3 separate regions of the Mus musculus genome follow, and regions 2 and 3 are each linked to region 1. A link is a contact called in public HiChIP or PLAC-seq and promoter capture Hi-C data. All regions are on one chromosome and are shown on one strand. Each heading gives the region's core, a stretch centred on a gene start, on an enhancer-like site or on the middle of the called end of the contact. The rest is flanking DNA. Distances are from core to core; before and after follow the strand shown. Region 1 holds the start of Gpr45 (G protein-coupled receptor 45). Region 2 has its middle 82 kb from the start of Tmem182. Region 3 holds the start of Slc9a4 (solute carrier family 9 (sodium/hydrogen exchanger), member 4).

Region 1 (4,611 bases), core at 2,039-4,538:
TGGATGTTGTAGCTGATCAATGCTCACTTCTCTGTCTCCAACTGAAAAGTTCACAGCTTCTTGGAAGTTTCCCATTTCCCTCTCCAAACAAGGCTAGATGAGAACCTGCCTTCCTCCCAGTCCTACATCCTGACTCTGGCAGATGCTGCCCACATCACTCCCCATATCTATACCATTGGTTCCATCCTCAGGACTGTTGTATGCCAAGCAGACTTAACGGAGTATGTTTCTTTAAAAAAAAAGTTTAGAAATTATTTTTAAAGAATTGCTTTTCTGTGTTGGTCAAAGTCAAGTATTGATTATAATCTGAAAGCATCTTGACTGAGAAGGGGCACAAAGCAAGATTACATAGGCAAAGATGCATAAGTGACATGAGGGACTGCACATTCTATGTACATAAATACTTTTAAAAAAATGAGAATACAGGGCTGTAGCTCAGTGTGTGCTTGGTGTGCATGAGATCTTGGGATCAATTCCCAGTACCCCAAACTCCAAAATAAAACAAATCAGTTATTTTGAACTTGCAGCAATAAAAATAAATAAATAAATAAATAAATAAATAAAAGGCTAAAACACAACCAAAGGCATGAGAGCCCATTAAGATGCTAATTCTTTCCCAAAGAATCAGAATTTAAAACACAGTAAAGTGGTGGTTCTTTAGTTTCTGCTCTGAAACGTGACTGTGTGTGACTGGCTATGCCTTACATAAATTTGGGACTTGAAACTTTTTTAAGACAAGAAATTGTTTCAAAGGCTTGCTCCATAAAAATTACAAATTTTGGAGATTTTCATGAAACTCCATTTCATAAAGCAGGGAGGTCGGAGTCTATGAGGTGCATCTGAGCTATTTCCAACTGCGGTAACGGCAAGCACTGCTTGCTGAGTCTTCTTTATCGCTGTTATTATGTTGTGTTTACAATTATTTTTCTTTTTTTGAGTTAAAGTCTGTTCATGGACAATTTCACAGATGTACACAAGGCATGCTGACCATGCTCACACATTCATCATTTTTAACAACTTTACTTTTCCTACTTCATGCAAGACACAGAGTAAACCACCTCATGAGGGCCACCCTCATAGACCTATTATAGAGAATATTATAGAGCCCTGAATCAGGGCTTTGTTGGGGCCACTCAGGAAAACATGTTTTTCTCATGGTCAAAAGAATGGGATCCACCTCTGCGCTTGGATGGTGACTGAAGGTTCTAAGCTATCCAGAGCACAAGAGTTAATCTAGCTGGACCCGTTGGTCTCCTGGACAAAGGGACCACCCTTCAGAAAGGCAGATTCACCCTAAGTCGTGCCAAAGGGATGAGAGCAATAACCATTCTTTTCCTGAGCGAATGTACCATTCCTTCTCATAACTCCTGGCTGTGTGGCTCCACCACCAATTTTCTAAATTACCTGGAGAAACATAACTTTCTCTTTTCCATTCTTTGTTTGTTTGTTTGTTTGTTTGAAACACTTTTTCCTTCTTTCAGATAGTTGCCAAAAGTCTGAGGGTGCTGCTCTGCACACTGAAGTCGTCCCTAACACCCACTTCTCTCCAGTTCCACCATGTAGTAGGGCTGTCTCTTCCTCTCTTGCCAGATTCCCTCCTGGAAACTGCTGAGATTTACACCTTGCCTGCCCTGGGGTTCAAGTAAAATAAATTCAAAATTGTCCTCCAGCTTCCTTCTAAGCCCATTCTTAAACTCTTTTATTAATAAGACTAAGAATCCTTAAAAGGAGCCTCTAATGCCTCCCCGGAAACCTGTGGCAACCCAAGTGGGGTTCCCCAAATTTTCTAGGAACAATAGGGAAATAAAGAACGGGCTTAGGATCTTGCTGTGTCTTTTCAAAAGGAGGCAGGTGCCTGGACACATTCTAGGAACGCCTGTTTAGTCTCACTGTTCTGTGCTGAGCTGGCAAAAGGCTGTTTTGAAACCCAGTAATTAAGACGCTGTTCAGGTGGGGTGAACAGCACCTAGGGGTATATGGTATGCCTCTAAAATAAAATGAGCTTCATCAGAAATGCAGCACAAAAAAAAAAAAAGAAAGAAAAAAAGAAAAAAAAAGGACACTGTCCACTCTAAACAAAGTGAACTGCCCTTAGCAAGCTGAAGTGAATTTCCTACAAAATACTTGCTTCTGCTTCTTTTTTTTTTCGGAACAGTTCGGTCAAAGTTTCATTTCTTTACGTTTTCATTTTCTATTAATACTTTGATACTTAAAAGATAAGAGATGAACTCTCAAACTGCAAACCTCTGGTTTGATGAAGCCATTACCCTGGTGTCACTTTCATCGTTAACAAATGACATGTCTCTCTGTCCCTTCTAAAATCCAGATTAAACAGACACCCAGCCCACCTCAGTGGCAATCTGGGGAAGGCGTCCTAAGGCCCCTTTCTCTGATGGGGAAAACCGAGGCAGCTCAGTGGCCTGTTGGATGAACGTCCCACAGCAGCTGCTCTCACTTGCGATCTCTTGTCTAAGTATTACCCGATGTAAAGGAAATGGTCTGACAGAGTTGGCAGTACACGGGGAGATGAGATGGGGGATGAGGCGGGGTAGTGGGATGGGCGACGATCAGAAATGGTGGTGGTGATGGTGATGGTGGTGACAGTGGCGGTGGTGACGCTGGGCCGGCTCCTCTCCCGTTTTTCCATGACTGCAGGTCCTCGCAGCCTCCGCCGTCCCCGCGTGGCCTCTGCCCGGAGAAACAGGATTTGCACCCAAGCCGCACGTCCGCGGGCGCGAGGCTGCGGCGCCCCGCGAGCCGGCCACGCGCCCCTCTGCGCCCCCGCGCTGGCGCCGCCCGAGCATCACAGCCGAGGCTCCTCCGGCCCGGCCTCCCCTCCGCCGCACTCCACCCCGCAAGGCAGCACCCGCGCCAGGGCCCGCCCCACCAAGCCCCCCGCGGCCCGGCCCTGGCCCCGGTCACTTACGCTGCACTGGGCCCGGATGCGCCCAGCGGCCCGAGACAAAGGCTGAGCGGCCCCGGTGCCGCCGGCTGTTCCCCTAGCCGCGGCTGCCGGGGACCAGGAGGAAGAAGGGGAGGATGGAGAGGAGGAGGGGCAGGGAGCAGGGGGAGGCAGCGAGGGAGCGTGGGGGAGGGGCCCGCGGCGTCTGCCACCCGCCGCAGCAGTCCCAACCCCAGCCCTCCTCGGGGGCCGCCACCCTCCGGGGGTGCAGACCTCCCCTAGGGACCAGGGTACCGCCCCCCCTGGGGCGGGGTGGGAGGAAGAGGAAGGGAAGGAGGAAGGCAGTGAGTGCGCCTGTGTGCTCCTACTCAATCGTGATCGTCTCCACCCACCCCCGCGTCTGCGGGCAACCCTAGGAACCTGCTAGACTCCCCGCCTCAACTGCGCGGCTCCCAGCAACCCGCGCCCACTTTCCTACAGACCTCTACCCCAGACCAGCCAACCCTATCCACCTCCTCCGATGAACAGACCTGAAGGTTAAGTGCCCGGAGGCTCTGGTGAGGGAGAGCCAGCTGAGAGGTGATGGAGGGTCGGGGCCCTTTGTGAACCACCCTGTTGGGCACCTGTTCCTCTCTAGCACGGACCCTAGTACTTAGCGGACCACTAAGGATGACAATTGGGCAGGTGAGATCTTGAGTCTCCCATGGGCGACTCTTTGGGAAAAGTAACTCCATGGCTTGACTCAGTCATTTGCATCTTGGTGACAAGAGTGATTTTGATTTTTTTTCATATTCTGAAAACTTTTCAGTGTGTGTGTGTGTGTGTGTGTGTGTGTGTGTGTGTGTGTGTGTGTGTGTGTGTGTGAAGTCAAAGGGGAATAGTGAAACAAACCATCTTCAACCTCAAGGCAGGCCAGAATTTTCCAATCTTTCATCCACTCCAGTTGAAAACATGGCTCTAGTTGTCGGAGCTTCCCTGAGGCCCCAGGCTTCATTCACTTGTGCTGTTTGGCTTAGGTGGGAACCTATATACCATGAGCTAATCAACAATGATCCACCAAAGGCCAGATTGCTGCGACTGTCTCCCAAATTCCTTGCCAAATGTGACTGACTGATGCCTGTCCCTCCAGGAAAAAAAAAAAAAAAAAGAACAAGCAGGATGTCGCCTTAAATTCCAAGAGCTTCAGTTCTTACCTCAGTGAACCCAAGTGCAGATTACAAGCCATAGAGGTCGGCTGAGGTGTTCCTTGCTGATCCTTGGAGTCTTGACGGGGAAGCTGGGCAGCTACTAAGAGAACCAGATTCCTCACTGATTGGGTTGGAGTCCTAGGGCCACACACAGCATAAGATGCATGGCCTATTGGTTCCTCGGTAGGCAGCATGCTAGGGACAGACTCGGGCCATCTGAGGGTTTACTATGTGCCTCATGTTGGCAAAGCAGAGGGGTGCCCTTTGGTGAGTGTCTTGCAGAGCTGTGCTATGCAGAAGATAGGTAAATAGATCGAGATGAAGACTCTGGTCTCAGACTATCGGGCTTTCTGTCTTTCACCTCTTTTCAGCTGTGTGCCCTCAGGCCAATGACTTGACAACTCTGAGCCTTGTTTTCTCATGGGAGAAACTAGGAGTGTGGATGGAGTCTGTCTGAGAGGCATTTGTGCATGCAGAATGCTTGGCCTAGAAAGGTTGAGAAGATGCGGTAAGCACTTAACC
Region 2 (4,825 bases), core at 845-3,344, 2.1 Mb after region 1:
AAGATAAACAGATAAAGGGATAGGCAAAGAGGCAGGTCACATGCCTACCGCGTAAAGCTTGAAATTGATTTCGGAAGCATCCGAGCTCGCTACGAAAGAACCTCGCTGTTTAATTAGGATGGCTTGGATCCAGAGTCTATATTTAGGGGAAACTGGAAATTACAGTGTAGAAGCAAGAATCACCCAGCAAGAGTCTAAATTAAGGGAGAGAGGACCCAGTGAAAGAAGCGCCACAGTTTTCCTCAGCAAACTATGAGACGTCTTTTGTGTTTCACCAAACACAAACTGAATAATCCCTTAGGTCTCTCTCTACCTTTTCCTCTAACGAATGTGCTCTGACTAAAATCCTATGAATATTAACTTTTCAGTTCACCTTCATCCGAGTTGCACATGGTTCTCCTCCATACCTGAGCTCTACTGGAGTATAGGCGGATTTGGCACCCGACCCGCAACACATCAGAAGACTCTCATTAAGATTCCAAATGTATAGAAACATATTTTATACCATTAATATTTTGGCTTCTTTTTGTAAGTGGTTGGCAGAAGATCCATGGCACCATATCATTAATTTCTTAAATATTCCTGTTTTCTTCTCATCATTGATGTATCATCAAATAAATTAGTTCAGACCCAAAATGTGACAGAGAGAAACATATGATTGATTTTTTTTTTTTAACTTTCAGGAGGTGTTTTGAATGATTTTATACAACTTATTCTGGCTTACCATCCTAAAATTTTATAGAGGAGTATGTGGATATTGATGACCAAAAGTATATTATTATTATTATTATTATTATTATATTAATAATTATTAGTTTTACATCTTCCCACTGACCTGGCTCTGAACTGAAAGATGACTGTCAGTAAGTTCACTAAACACAGTTTCAACCATCTAAATACCATATTCTAAGCTGTTAAGAATATAAGTCACCAGCAAAGGGACCTTGTCAGGGAAGACACTGTAAGGAACAACACCATCCGGTTAGGAAGTCGTCCAGAGGGCTCAGAGCTTTGAAAGTGGAGTTTGAACTTCATTCAAATGACAGTTACTTTCCTGGGCTGAAGGTTTAATTTTCAATTACAAGAGGGAGAATATGGGCCAAGTGCGCCAGTAGTTCTTACATAATTTAGCTAACAAATACATCGAAGATACCAAGTTTGGAGCTTATGGATTAGTGCCCCTCCCCACCGCATACAAACACCTCTGCTGTGCTCCGTGCTTCCCATGCAGTCTCTCTGGCCTCTAGTGCAGTCTACAGCCTGGGCTTTAAAAAGATCTGAAAGTCACATGTTCCTGGGTGGGAGGACCCAGCTGACCTGATCAGTTTTTTGCTGGCACATTCTAACACCCAAAAGACAGGAACCCTGACCGGGTCATTCAGTCTTTGACACAAGGCCTAGTGCTTATTGTGTGCCTTCTACTGGCAGATAAACCTAAGTAAGATTTGGTGACTTGGTGCCAGAGCCCCCACCAGATCTGTACGCACTTCCTGTACAATGTAGGTACCTGCAGCAGGTTTTCCTTCCTTTACAGCCATTTTGGGAACATGAAGCCAACTGGTCCAGGCATCGTCTAATATTCACAAAAACTTTTTTAAAAAATCAAATCAAATAAAGAACGTACGCTGTTTTGTGCCTTAGAAGTATTTTAAAAGACAAGGTCATAGTTCATGTTTAGTGGGGACAAGCAGGGCAGCGACGAGCATGTGTGTGTTGCTGTCCTTATGAAGTTCTGTACGATTGTCTGCTGCCTGAACGAAACCTTAGTGATCGTTTCGATACAAACTGAAAACCCCAAGTCTTATATAAAAACAAAACAAAACAATAACAAGAAAGTCAGCTCTCTGGTATTTTTAAACCAATTAGTCAGAAAGGTGGGAGGCGAATTTCACAGGGGAAGTGAACTAGGAGCCGCGCACACTACTCGTTCATCTTCTATGCCCACGTGAATAGAGCAAAGCCTTGGAGAAGGACCCTGCGCAGCCCGATCCACAGGCTGGCTGGAAGCCCGTTCTTTTGCATGTGTGGTACCTCTAAGTTTGGCAGGCTGAGCGCTTCATGGGAAAGAAAGGCAAGGTCGTTCCTAACACAGACTCCAGAGAAGAAGATGTGCCCAGCACCGCCACCAGGTGGTCATTCCTGGAAGAGATTTCCCAAGTACAAAGCAGAAACCTGCGAGGTTACCTGACTAAGAATCAGCTCCCTGGCCTGCTTTAAAGCATTCTAGAAGGGGTGGGGTAAAGAGGTGAAAAGAGACTGGGATGCCGATCCTCTAACAACCAGACATTCTCTAAATATATTTCCACCTGGATAGTGGACATCTTCTGGGTCACTCATATCTCGACACACACAGAGTCATGTGTGCACCATATTGGCTGCTGGTGACCGTGTTGCCCTTTGTGTGTCCATCAAGTATCAAGTCATAAAAAAGAAAATTGGTTTTGGAAGAATAGTAATCCAGTCAACAGAGCTATCCACAACTCCACTTTAAAAGCCTAATAATATTAAGATTCTATTTTGTCTTCTCTGATTAGGGGCTTTTCCTTGGACAGTAAGAAAATCAACACAGGTAGCATTGTTCTGTGTGTGTATATATACACATATACATGTATGTATATGTGTATACATATGAGATATATGTATGTGATATATATATATATGTATGTATGTATGTATGTATGTATATTATTGTAAATGTAAAAAGCAAAAGGGTTCCTTTTATGGTGTGATCTTACATGCATCATATTTTACCCCTTCTGCCAATAATCTATATCATTGCCCCAAATAGGCCCTTCTCAGGTCTAATCATTTACAGTTATAGACAAATAGACACAAACATAGATGCTACACGAATATTTAATCTTCACATGTACAAGAGAAAAAAGCATGCAATCTCTCTTTTTTTAATAGAAACATCTGTTTGATGAGCTGGGCTACACACATGCTCTTCTTCCCCAACGCAAACTGACCTTCCCACAGGCCAAACCACAGGTTCCCCAAAGCGTGGCTGGCCTCTCTTCACCTCTGCACAAGGTGCCATTTCTCCCAAACTACACAGAAAATGAGATGGTACTTTGTCCCATCCTTACAAAGTACCCCATCCTTTCTTTACTTAAATATATATATATATATATATATATATATATATATATTAAATCATGTGTGTGAATGCATGTCAGTGTGGGGTTGTGTGCGAGTAAGTGCAGGTCCCTGGGAGTCCAGAAGGGGACATCAGACACTTGCTGGAGTTACAGGCAGTTGTGAGATGTCTCACACGGATACTGGAAGAAGGACTCTTCAAGGACAGTGAGCATTCTGGTTGGTTGAGCAGGGCAGAGAGAACACTGATTGCCTGAGCAGGGCAGATGAACTGATTGGCTGAGCAGAGCAGAGAGAACTCTGATTGGCTGAGTCACCTATCTACTTGCACACACTTCCTGAAATGTGGTGGTCTCACTAATATCTTTGTTTTTAAGTTATAAGCATAGACAGCCTTTTGTAAAACCCTAAGACACATTTGCAAGGCTGGACAGACTTTGACTCCATTCCCAAGCAAATGTAAAACTCTTCATTCTGCCTACACTGATTTTATTTTTGGTTAATACCCTCTTTCAGAAAGATAGAAAACAGACATGTGAGTGAGAAGTCTCTTTCCCTTTAAAAAAAAAAAATCACTCCCAATAAATGGAAACGTAAGGGTTCTTTGGAAAGTCAGTTGTGTTGTGTGGTGTTTTGCTGGTGCAAACACATGAAGGAGTGTTTTCCTGAAGTGGACACAGGAGAAAGGCTAAGGCAGACTCCTGAAGGAACTTTTCACTGAAGCAGACACAGATGAAAGGATGTTCTGCTAAAGTAAGCGTGTGAAAGGACATGCGATAAAGGATCCTTTGTTAACGACACTCACGTCCACCTTACGTTGCATAGTTGAACTGCGTTTGCCAGGACTCCAAAGAGAGAGACACACCAAAATATTCCTGGGGGTGTGCTGCAATTTCTGGCAACCAACTCAGACTCTGATTGGCAGAGTGATGTCAGCTGGGAACAGATGCATGTGCTGAGGCAAGACCCGTGGAGGACACGTGATGTTTAGAGAGTATAAATAGAACGCGACCGACAGTGATGGAGACTGAGCTAGGCTTGCTTATATAGTTGGCTGTGCAATGACTGTCGGTCTCCAGTCCTTGTTGATCTTTCCTTACCTGAGAGAGGCACAGCTGAGAACTTCTGGGGTCTCTCCAGGTCCCTCCTGCTGACTCCTGCCAAGGCTGAGGCCTGGCTGTCTCTGCTAGGTAGTACTACCCCTGTTGCCACCCCTATAAACTGAACATTTTATGTCTCTGAATCAAGATTACTCCATGGGTTCTGCTGGAAGAATATTGGATATATATATATATATATATATATATATATATATATATATATATATATATATCTCCAAGAAGAGGGAGAAGGAGAGGGAGAGGGAGAGGGAGAGGGAGAGGGAGAGGGAGAGGGAGAGGGAGAGGGAGAGGGAGAGGGAGAGGGAGAGGGAGAGGGAGAGGGAGAGGGAGAGGGAGAGGGAGAGGGAGAGGGAGAGGGAGAGGGAGAGGGAGGACTCTGCTCTACAACCTGGGCACAAATCCCAGCTCAGTCATTACTGAATTGTCGACTAGCGAAATTAATTCCACTTCTCAATTTCTCGTTTTAAAAACTATAGTCAGTCAGACCAATAAGGATAAGATTTGTGCAGTTCTGCACCTTCAAAACAGAAATAAGAGGTATGAGCATCGACTGAGACCAACCATTAGGGGGCGCCCTCCTGTGTCATCTCATTGTCCATTTATCC
Region 3 (4,631 bases), core at 363-2,862, 2.4 Mb after region 1:
GCTATATTTTTGCCTTTCAATTGATGTTTATTTTAATCAAAATTAACTTCTAAATTATGTCATGGCATAGAGGAGCCTAGAATGTGTTTTCTTGGGCCTGTGTTTCACCATTCCAGTCTTGTTTCCTTGAACTGGGAGCTCCCTGAAATGGATCCAGTGTCTGCCTGCCTTAAGGCAAAGTAGACCTGTGGGGCTGTGGCAGGAACAGGCCACAGGCTCGTCACATTGCAGTGAAAAGGACTTGGTGCATTTTACACTTTGAAACACCTGCCCACTATCATGAAGGGCAGCAGAGTTGCAGAGGCAGTTACTTTCAACTCTTACAATTCCAGTGTTTCAAAGGGAAATGCAAAGAAACAACATCCCATCCCCAGAAGTGGAAGATTCCATTTCATTTCAATGTTATTCTTCCAGATGTTTCCAGGAACAGTTCCCATAATATTCTAAGAAGAAAAAGAACTTGCAAAGTCAGAAGTGACTTTAATTATTTTTGTTGTATAATATCTGTGTAAGCAAACTGCTAGAGATGTCTCCCAACTAACAAAATTACAGTTCTGTGGCTAGGAATGAGTAAAAGACTATGTTAGAAAATAAATGTTATCTACAGGGGAACACCAGGGCCAAGAAGTGGGAGTGGGTGGGTAGGGGAGCAGGGTTGGGGGAAGGTATAGGGGACTTTCAGGATAGCATTTGAAATGTAAATGAAGAAAATACCTAATAAAAAGGGGGGGGAAGGGGAATGTTATGTAGTCTTCAGTATTTCCTGAATACTGTACACTTTACATTTTATATTCTTTTAAACATATAGCATAAGATTTTTATATGACAAAGAAAACACATGGTTATCTTTTTGAAATATGAAGTCAAAACCATGCAGGACCTGGAAGTATGCGTTTAAATTTCAAACACAATCCTGAAACATTAAACAGCCACACTTCAGGGAAATGCGCACTACAAGTAGCAGTTACTGTCTACTTAACTCATCGTAGTCTGTCATGTAAGAGATGTTCATACATGACAACTCAGGTAAGAAACAATCCTCCCTCAACCTGTGCTAGAGGACTTACCTATCTTGGCAAGAGATGCGAGCAGTATCCAGAGGGTGACTTCATAAGGGATTTGAACATAGTCATAATCCAGTTCAAAAACAGATATCCCTTCATCGGGGTCTGAGCTAGAAGCAGCAAACCGAGCATCAGGTGCCTGCTGGGCAGTGGGATTGGAGGACTCATTAACATACGATGTTGCTTCGGAACGTGTAAGGACCGCCAGCAGTAGTAACCAGTTCCATAAACGAAAAGCCATAAACATTGCAGGACCCATGCCTGTGCGACTCTGACTTCGCACCTGGGTCCTGATGTATGCCACGCCTCTGCGGCACAGGTGAGTTTCCAGCTGCACTATCTGACCGAGAGGCAATCTATTTGCAATCCAGAAGTCATTTCCAAAGAGGTCCGGTGCGATGACTCTGCAGGTGCGTCCTTTCAAATCTTCTTAAAATCTACTGTGTTCAGGCAGCTCAGTTCTGGGCTCAAAGAGATATCTATAAAGAGAAATCAATCCCTCTTCATTCGAAACTGTTTCCTCATTCTCTGAACACTGGCTTCATCTTGTGAGTGTAAATTGGGAAGAGACTCATTCCGAGAAACACTGAAGTCCTTTATAAGGAAAGGATTCCTTTCTGCCCTGTTGGATCCCAGGAAGGAGCCACCTGTCCCACACCTGAGCCTCCTCACCTCCCGAGATTCTGTCTCACCTGTTTTGAACCGGTCAAAGCCGCAGGTAGCTTTTGAACCACACTTTAATTATTTGCTTTGATTTGACTTTTGTAATGAAATGCTTGTTCCGAAGGTTCTTGGCAGGCTACACTACTGACACCTAGTGGGCACCTGCAACATATCAGCCTTTGTGGCTGATAAGGACCAAGTTGCTGTCTGTTGGGTTAGCGCTCAAACCAAAGTATTTTTGAGGATGAAGAGCTGTTAGGAATTGCGCCAGGCCATGAGGACGAAATAGCACTGTCCTGGAAGACCCATAAGACTGTCTTCACAGACAAGGGAGGAGGAAGTGGCAAAGCAATGAAGATAATGAATACTTGATTTCCTGGCCAATAAATTATGGAAGAAACAAAGCTCCAGCTTTCTCTAAGCTCCACAGTGAGTTTCTCAAAGGGAAGAAACCAAAATGAGAAACTTCATGAATGTGTCTGAAAACTCAGTTGGAAAAATGTTCTCAAATACTCAAACCCAGTAGCTAACCATTGTGCCATTGTGCTCTGTCTGTACAAAAGAAGTGTCTACACAGCCTAGCTATGAGGTCCAGAATGGATTTTGTCAAAGGTTCTTTATCTGGAAGTGGGTAGTTGCATTGGGCCAGTGGAGCAGATAGGACAGTAAATAAAATTGAGAAGAAGAGGAGGAGGAGAAGGAGGAGGAAGAGGAGGAGGGGAGAGAAGGAACTTCAAAAGGCCCAAATTGCCTACAGATTTAATGTGTATTTTTCTAAAGACAACTGAAGCAAGGATGTAAAAACAACTAACGAGCTCTGCTTGAGGCCACAGCATCACTTTGAACTTTACCACGTCATCTCCCTTCCTTGTCAATTGCACCTTACAAAACCACCTTTTGATCCACTTACAAATGGAAATTATTTTTTTAAAGACTATTTATTTTATGTATATGAGTACACTATAGCTGTCTACAGACACAACAGAAGAGGGCATCAGATCCCATTACAGATGGTTGTGAGTCACCATATGGTTGCTGGGATTTGAACTCAGGACCTCTGGAAGAGCAGTCAGTGCTCTTAACCCCTGAGCTATCTCTCCAGCCTGGAAATCCTTTAAGACAGAAGATAGAAAGTAACAGCATGGAACGTAAATAGAACAACAACAGCATGGTCAGAGGGATGGGTTAGTTTTACAAATAGCCACTAGGTAGCATTTGATGTAACTATGAATTTCATTGGACATACAGGGGCTATCTTAGACAAAGGAAAGCATCAAGCAGATAGGTAAGCGTGTGTCAACCATGGATTTACAAAGTACAATTAACTCCAGGGAGAGAAGTTGGATTAATTTCAACATAATGTAATATGATAGGATGAAAGTCAAAGTCATACAGATCTCTTAAATAAACTGAGAAAAAAGAAACAGACCAAATCAACATGTTTTCATTTTTAAAAAAACAGACTAAATATCCCAAAAGCTGTTGCCTGTATGTTGGATATGTTCTTCTAACTGGGCTGCCTCATCTGGCCTCAGTGGGAGAGGAAATGCCTTGCAGAGACTTGAAGTACCAGGGTGTGGAGCGGGTGGGGGAAATACCCACCCAGGAAGAGTCCCACCTGCTCAGAGGAGAAGAGGAAGGAATGGGCAAAAAATAGTGGGAGGGGGTGACCAGAATCAGGGCAGTGAGCAGGATATAAAGTGAATAAGTACAAATAAATAAATAAATAAATAAATAAATAAATAAATAAATCAGGGCAGTGAGCAGGATATAAAGTGAATAAGTACAAATAAATAAATAAATAAGGTGGGAACAGCCACCAAAATGGGAGAAGAGGGAGATTCCTGATATAACATTCACAAGCAATAATTTATTTCTTGTCAAAAACTGACATTTTCTCCCAATCAAGCTGTTCCATTGAACACACCATGCAGGCTCTATCCAGGGTGGTTAAGCAATAAAGAAAAGGATACCCAGGTTGGCTTGAGAAAATAAAATTCTTCCTATATACATATGATATAATCTTTTTAATGGGGAATCATTAATAATTGACTAAAAAACTGTTAGATCTACTTAAGGAGCTTGTTACCAGAGTAGTCAGAACCAGTTCCTGGGTCCTGGCAGGCCTGACAGGCTAAGCTCAGACACCTGTCCCACTATACCAGTGAGATAAGCAATATTGAAAAGCAGAGAGAGGAGATGTATTCAGTGTCAGAGAGATGTGATGTATTCAATGTCAGAGAGAGGAGATGTATTCAATGTCAGAGAGAGGAGATGTATTCAATGTGGCCATGTGGGGGAAAGAACAGAGGTCCCATGACACTGTCACCCCCCCCCCCGCCCCCCATCCACCACATCCATCTTCTGAGGTTCTGATGTGATGTTTGGTTTTAACAGAGGGCGAGAAAGCTGCATCACTAAACAGTCCCCATCAGGGTATTTTTGCCCATACTTCCCATGTCAGTTGTCTCCACTCTAGGCCCTCCATGATAGTGCCCTGGCGTATGAAATCTCTTTCCTGGAAACAAGTTCTTCCTCTTCCTGGAAGCAGGATTTAGCCATTTTCTTCTCCAAGTTTGAGCTTCTTGTGGGGAAGTTCCAATTATTGATAGCTGAAGAAAGGGGAGCAATTTTCTCTTAAGAACACCTTCACACCTGTTTATAGATATAGTTCTTAGAATTCCAGTGTCCAGTATCTTTTCTTTTTTTTTTTTTTTTAGGGCACTATTTGGAGTTCATAATGTTAGGCCATGCCTAACTCTCTGTGCTTAGTGTGACTAACCATAATACCATTGGGAACATGTAAACACAGGTCTGGACAAGCTTTATACTATAAACAAATTTAGTTTGAAGAACATCAGCTTAGTTAGGTGTCCTCAAATGCTTTGAATTATTGAAGGTGAT

What was found. Promoter capture Hi-C pulls out the DNA fragments that hold promoters and counts their contacts. HiChIP or PLAC-seq counts read pairs in DNA pulled down with a chosen protein or histone mark.
Region 2: an H3K4me3 HiChIP or PLAC-seq map of forebrain shows a contact between it and region 1, with 18 times the contacts expected there. The contact joins the enhancer-like site here to the promoter of Gpr45 in region 1. A contact is called at or near these places in 5 of 39 promoter capture datasets (the 3T3-L1 cell line, the C10 cell line, hippocampal neurons and 1 more) and 3 of 115 datasets of contacts at active chromatin or transcription factors (astrocytes, embryonic forebrain and forebrain).
Region 3: a contact with region 1 is called in a promoter capture Hi-C map of liver, with 4 times the contacts expected there. The contact joins the promoter of Slc9a4 here to the promoter of Gpr45 in region 1. A contact is called at or near these places in 3 of 39 promoter capture datasets (hippocampal neurons, liver and pre-B cells).

What each region holds. Positions count from the first base shown.
Region 1 is chr1:42,951,549-42,956,159 of GRCm38.p6, reverse strand. Gpr45 (G protein-coupled receptor 45) reads right to left here and starts at 3,288. Exons shown (of 2, transcript NM_053107.4): 1 at 2,927-3,288. Gm39633 (a long non-coding RNA gene) reads left to right here and starts at 3,442. Exons shown (of 3, transcript XR_865396.3): 1 at 3,442-3,586.
Region 2 is chr1:40,885,105-40,889,929 of GRCm38.p6, reverse strand. No RefSeq gene overlaps it. Among named protein-coding and RNA genes, the nearest start is that of Tmem182, 82 kb to the right of the region's middle. Within about 2 kb of position 2,094, at least 12 of the 459 cell types and tissues checked have an H3K27ac peak or open chromatin away from gene starts, as enhancers often do. A contact at or near this core is called in forebrain and hippocampal neurons, where this site is marked.
Region 3 is chr1:40,577,208-40,581,838 of GRCm38.p6, reverse strand. Slc9a4 (solute carrier family 9 (sodium/hydrogen exchanger), member 4) reads right to left here and starts at 1,612. Exons shown (of 12, transcript NM_177084.3): 1 at 1,068-1,612. The coding sequence starts at 1,323. Gm35801 (predicted gene, 35801) reads left to right here and starts at 1,177. Exons shown (of 2, transcript NR_168311.1): 1 at 1,177-1,383.